2 separate regions of the Mus musculus genome follow, and region 2 is linked to region 1. The links are chromatin contacts, called in public Hi-C maps. All regions are on one chromosome and are shown on one strand. Each heading gives the region's core, a stretch centred on a gene start, on an enhancer-like site or on the middle of the called end of the contact. The rest is flanking DNA. Distances are from core to core; before and after follow the strand shown.

Region 1 (2,700 bases), core at 56-2,555:
TTGGGGCTGGCTTACAGTTTAGGTTTGGTCATGGTGGGGAACCATGGAGTTGTGCAGGCAGACATGGTGCTGGAGGAGCTGAGAGTTCTACATCTTGATCCTCGGGCAGCAGCAGAGAGGTGACTTAAGCTTCTGAGACCTCAAAGCCCACCCCCACAGTGACACACTTCCTCCAAGGCCACACCTCTTAATAATGAGTTATGGGAGCCATTCCTACTCAAACCAGCACATATTTCAACGGAAGTACTTTTGAGATGTAGTCTCTGGTCTGGTTTTCAAGTTAGCACACTGCAGCTGGGGACCCTTGCAGCTGTAATTCACGAGAGCCCCAGCTTTTCTAGCCACCTTGCACAATTAGCTTCAGTGTGTGGCTTTTGCTACTCTCAAATTCAGATTCTCAAGTGCTATTTCCAGTGTAGCATCCAGCATCTTATCCACTGACTGCAGCCCCCTCCTTCTACCTTCTGGCTTATTCTTACATCGACAGTCCTGTTTGCACTAGCAAAAGAGAGCCAGCTGCTCTTCTACCTATGAAACTCACTGCTGGTCTACTTCCTTGTAATAGCCTGAGATATAGAGTTTTTGTTTTTGTTTTTGTTTTTGTTTTTTTGTTTTTTTGTTGTTTTTTTTTTTTTGCCGTCATGATAGGCTGAGAGATACAGGGCTTCCTGGGGCAGAGTACAGGGGTGATGTCTTCCTTTTACCTTCATTCCCAGCATGCATAAGTACTGCTTGATAGGACCCCAAGGAATGAGTGAATTGCTGGCTGTCTTGCCTTTGAGAATGAAGATCTTAAAAAGCCTCCTCTTTCCCTTGAGCATCAATAGATATTTGAAGGAAACAGTGAGAAGGAGATTCCTGTGCTCAATGAGCTGCCAGTCCCCATGGTGGCCCGCTACATTCGCATAAACCCTCAGTCCTGGTTTGATAACGGGAGCATCTGCATGAGGATGGAGATCTTGGGCTGCCCACTGCCGGGTGAGTTTGCCCCCTGCACTTCCTGCAAAGCTGTTTCCTAATGAGAGGCAGCTGCCTCCCAAAGATAAATCAAAATAAGCTGAGCCACCACCGTTTCCCCGTATCCACTGTTAACCTACAGGTTATTCAAAAAAGAAAAGGAAAACAACTTTTCATAATCCCAATTTGGAAACATGAATGTTGGTGGCACTGAGTGTCTTGCCAAGTGTGGTTTTTTGCCTGTTGTAATTTTAAGATGATGTTTATGTATGTCAAGGTTGACGAATCACTCGGGGCTGTCTCTCAGAAGTGAGAAAAAAAAAGCATCTAGCTGTCAGCTAGGAATGTAACTTAGTGGGGAAGGATATGCAAATGTTCAGTTCTCAGCGCTATAGGAAATGTTTGCCCTCAAGACATGTAGCTGTTCTCAGCATGCTTACTGCATTGAGTGCAGAGGTAGGGCAGGAGGTGGAAGAAACTTGACCATGAACATTTGAGAGGCTGTCTGGGGCACTTCCCTTGGATGCCTGTCTTCACTGAATGCTTGCTAGCTCCTTCTATTCTTATGGCCTGATAGTCATGTGATGTGGCATTTGGGTCTAACTTCTGCATACAAGTGGGAATTCCCATGCACCTTCTAATGCTGCCAGTGTCTGCTTCCGAAAGGTTCGATAGGCTGGCTTTTCAGAAGGTATTGGCTTATGTCACTGTAGACCCATGAGAAGGGCTTCTTCCTCCTCACCAGACAGCGCTAGGAAAGCAGCTGGCCCCAAACCTACTACCCCTTAGCATCTGTCAGAGCCTGCAGGAATGTCACATTCTTGTCTTCCCCCAGCCAAGGTTATCAGGAGCAGGACCAGAAGCATGGTTCACCTCACCCAGATTTCTCCCGAGTCTACTCACTCTCAGCCTCATAGAATAAGCTGGAGCATCATGGGCTGTGGGTCCCCAGGCCTGCTCAGCACTGCCAAGGACAAGTCCACCACCAGCTCTGCTGCTGTTTCGGTAGTCACCCCAGCTCTGCCACGAGCTTCCTTTGCTGTGCTTTCAAAGCATGTTTAATGTCACATGACTGTTTCTCTTGCAGTCCTGTAATATGCATAAGCTGGCTTTGCCAACTGTAGGTTTTTAGATCATGTACCCACCATGGCTGAGAAAGTCAGCTCTGTCTGTCCACATAATGACTCTCATAGCAGACACACACACATACACACACACAAATTTGTGATTTACACGTGTTTGTACTTACTAGCTTGCAATTTTCTTTTCATATCACAAAATTATTGGGACCTGTCCTGGTTATCTTTGACAGCCAATCAGAGCCACCAGAAAAGAGTGTTCACTTTGAGGTTACCCAGGTGAAGTTGGCCTGTTTTCTTGCTTGTTAACTGATGTAGGAGGGCCTTGCCCACTGTGGGCAGCACCATTCCCTAAGCTGCATAAGAAAGCTAACTAAGCACTCTCTTCCTCCAAAGAGTGAGGAAACATGCTACAGCCCTACATCTAGCCTGCTGCTATACAGAGATGTCTGGGCTCATGGTGCTTAGGATATGAATGGTATACCTTGGAGAGCTAAGATAGCATTCTAGGAAGGGGAGGAGCTATGTCTAACAAATCTTGGTCAGCATCTGTAAGGAGGATCTGTCTTCTTTCCTCCCATCCAGGACCCTTGCTTAGCACTCCCCCACTTTTTTCTGCAAAAGGTGGGGCCATGGCTTTCCTCTGTGGGCAAGAATTCAGGTG
Region 2 (2,700 bases), core at 40-2,539, 76 kb before region 1:
ATAGGAGTGAGGCAAAAAGTCACAGCTGAGCTGGCTAACATCTGACATTGGGGGCCTCAGGCCTGTGATTCCCCTCTAAATGCAGAGGCCTTAGCCCAATGCCCAGGTTCATCTCAGAGGCATTCTTGGGTCATATCCCAGGCCCTCAGGGACAGACTGACAGACTTAAGGACTAGTTGTCTTTGTGGCTGGCAGACACTGTGGCCCCTTGGAGGCAACTCTACTGGATCTTTAGAACTTATGAATTAAATGTACAGAGTAGACTGATGACAGTTGGGACCAATTCTGGATCATCTCAGAGCCTCTTAAATGTGGAGTATATTCTCCGCTAGATGGAGATAGAAAAAAATAGGGGTGATTTGAAGGTACAGTTTGGATTTGACCTGTGAATTCTGACTCTGAGATGCAGGGCACCCGAGGCAGCCCCTAGAAAGCACAGCAAGCAAGCTGCAAAACAGTCACTGCCAGGACCTGACTTTAGCGATTCATTGAGTGGCTATGAAAGCTACCCCCAACCCCAGCTCTCACCACAAATGAGTCCCTCAGCCACCACTACACGCACCTTGGTGCTGCTGCCTCTGACATTTAACCTGTGAGTCAGCGAGTCTCTTGTTTTAAACCTGTCTCAATGTGTTAGAGGAGCCATAGAATACTGGTGCAGAGCCCAGAGAGAAGCTAGGGCCACTGGCTTCTTTCCACTCCACTAAGAAAAAAAACTACGGCATGATGGGTAAAGATGGAAGGCACTTTATCAAAGGGAAGGTGACACCAGGGTTCTCCAGAGAAGCCTGGATTCCTGGAAGAGACAAATGCCCTCTTGTGACTTGTGAGATAGTAGTCTTCGGCTGGCTCTATTCTCTCCTACAGAGCCACACTCTGGACGGTAGGCAGCAGGGGTTCCCAGGCCCTTAGGCCCTGCTCCCAGGGAACTTCCTCCAGGGAATCCGGGATTCCTCCACGGTCTGGGGCAAAACGACTGGAGGGCAGCCTGCTGGTTATTACCTTAGCCAGTCTTAATCAGATTTGTTCTGCAAAATGAAGGAATGGAAGACACAGCCCTATAGTTCTCTCCACGATCACCATGCCTTACCTCTGCAGAAGGGGTGCCCAGGAGGACAAAATATCGGCCTCCTAGAAATGCAAGGAAGGCTGGTGACAGTCTTCTAGTGGCCTTCAACACCTGCTGGAGAGGCCCTGGGCGGGTAGGAGGGAGGGTGGGTCGGCCGGCGCCTAGCCTCTCCTGGGCGCGCCCCTGCCCGCCCCACTCCGGCCCAGCCCCGCCCGTCCGGCCTGTCCCACCCACCATCTGCACCCGCTGCAGCGCCCGCGCCCCTGTCCCGCGCCGTAGTCGTCATTTGTAGCCCGCCTGCCGCTCCCGGGGACCCGATCCTACCCTGGGTGCGGGGCAGAGCGGGCATGGCCCGTCTGGGGACCGCCTGCCCTGCGCTGGCGCTGGCCCTGGCACTTGTGGCGGTGGCCCTGGCTGGAGTCAGAGCCCAGGGCGCAGCCTTCGAGGAGCCTGACTATTACAGCCAGGAGCTCTGGCGGCGCGGGCGCTATTATGGGCATCCGGAGCCTGAGCCGGAGCCGGAGCTCTTCTCGCCTTCAATGCATGAAGACCTTAGGGTGGAGGAGCAGGAACAGCAGGAGCCGCACCAGCAGGGCCACAGAACTCCCAAGAAGGCCATCAAGCCCAAGAAGGCTCCCAAGAGGGAGAAGTTAGTTGCAGAGACGCCTCCACCAGGTAACTTTTGCATCGGGCAGCCCGAGGGGGCGCCAGCGATCGTGGCACTCCAGGGGACACCTGGCTTCCAGTATGTTTTCTTGAGTGAGCCCAGCCAAAGTCCTGTGGTGCCTGTGTTATTCCCTAGAGACTACATCTGAGCTAAGTTCAGCTTTCTCTCCCTGCCCCCTCAGGCAGAAACAGAATGGAGCTCTTTGGGAAGCTGCCTGGGGAGCGGCCCGGTGTCCCAATGCTCGCTGGCACAGCCTAAGGAGGCATCTGTTGCTTCTTCCTGCTCTGCTTATGTATTCAATCTTTAGAAGTGTTTTTTTCAGACCGATTTTATCAATGGGCATGTGACCGGCCGGTGTCACTTGGCAGATGGCCTTGGCAAGATTCAGTCAGTGACCTTTATTCAGACAGTGCCCTTCTCAGCTCCCTCCACCCCAGTCAGTGGGGCCCTTAAATCCACTATGCACAGAATGGCACAGTCCCAGCTGCAGACTTTGGATCACTCTTGGTCCCTGTAGCAGCCAAGATTCTGCCTTCTTGGAAAGGGCAGACTACAGGAGCCCTGGAAAGCTCTGAGTGCCTGGCAGCCTGGGATGCTCTACCCATCCCTTGGGCCAATCTCAAATCCATCCTCACTTTCTTCTAGTCCAGCCTGTATCCCAAACCTGTGAAGAGGGCTTTCTCTTAACTGTTTCAGATAGTGATTGCTCAGTGCAGGAGCTGTGTTCCCACTATTTCAATCACAGGAAGCCAGCAGGACAGTGACCAAATTCTATGGCCTTTGCGTTTCTTTGCCTGAAAGGAATCACGTGCCAGGTCACAGAGCTCTGGACTCAGAAGTGGCTTTCATTTGGTTAGACGAATATTAAATTCACCAGGCGGGGTGGCAAGGGAAGATGCTGACACTCTTGAGCCCCAATTTGAGGCTATCACCTTTGTATATGGCTGAGTCCCTGCCGTCTGCC

The links. Hi-C and Micro-C count contacts between places; a contact is called where the count stands out from the background.
Region 2: a contact with region 1 is called in a Hi-C map of cortical neurons, with 2.2 times the contacts expected there. The contact joins the promoter of Cpxm2 here to the enhancer-like site in region 1. A contact is called at or near these places in 1 of 39 promoter capture datasets (hippocampal neurons), 3 of 484 Hi-C or Micro-C datasets (cerebral cortex and cortical neurons) and 2 of 9 other capture datasets (liver and pancreatic islet).

What each region holds. Positions count from the first base shown.
Region 1 is chr7:132,077,051-132,079,750 of GRCm38.p6, reverse strand. Cpxm2 (carboxypeptidase X 2 (M14 family)) reads left to right here. Exons shown (of 14, transcript NM_018867.5): 6 at 828-978. Among named protein-coding and RNA genes, the nearest start is that of Cpxm2, 76 kb to the left of the region's middle. Within about 2 kb of position 1,305, at least 2 of the 459 cell types and tissues checked have an H3K27ac peak or open chromatin away from gene starts, as enhancers often do. A contact at or near this core is called in cortical neurons, where this site is marked.
Region 2 is chr7:132,153,330-132,156,029 of GRCm38.p6, reverse strand. It overlaps Cpxm2 (carboxypeptidase X 2 (M14 family)), which reads left to right and starts at 1,289. Exons shown (of 14, transcript NM_018867.5): 1 at 1,289-1,744. The coding sequence starts at 1,417.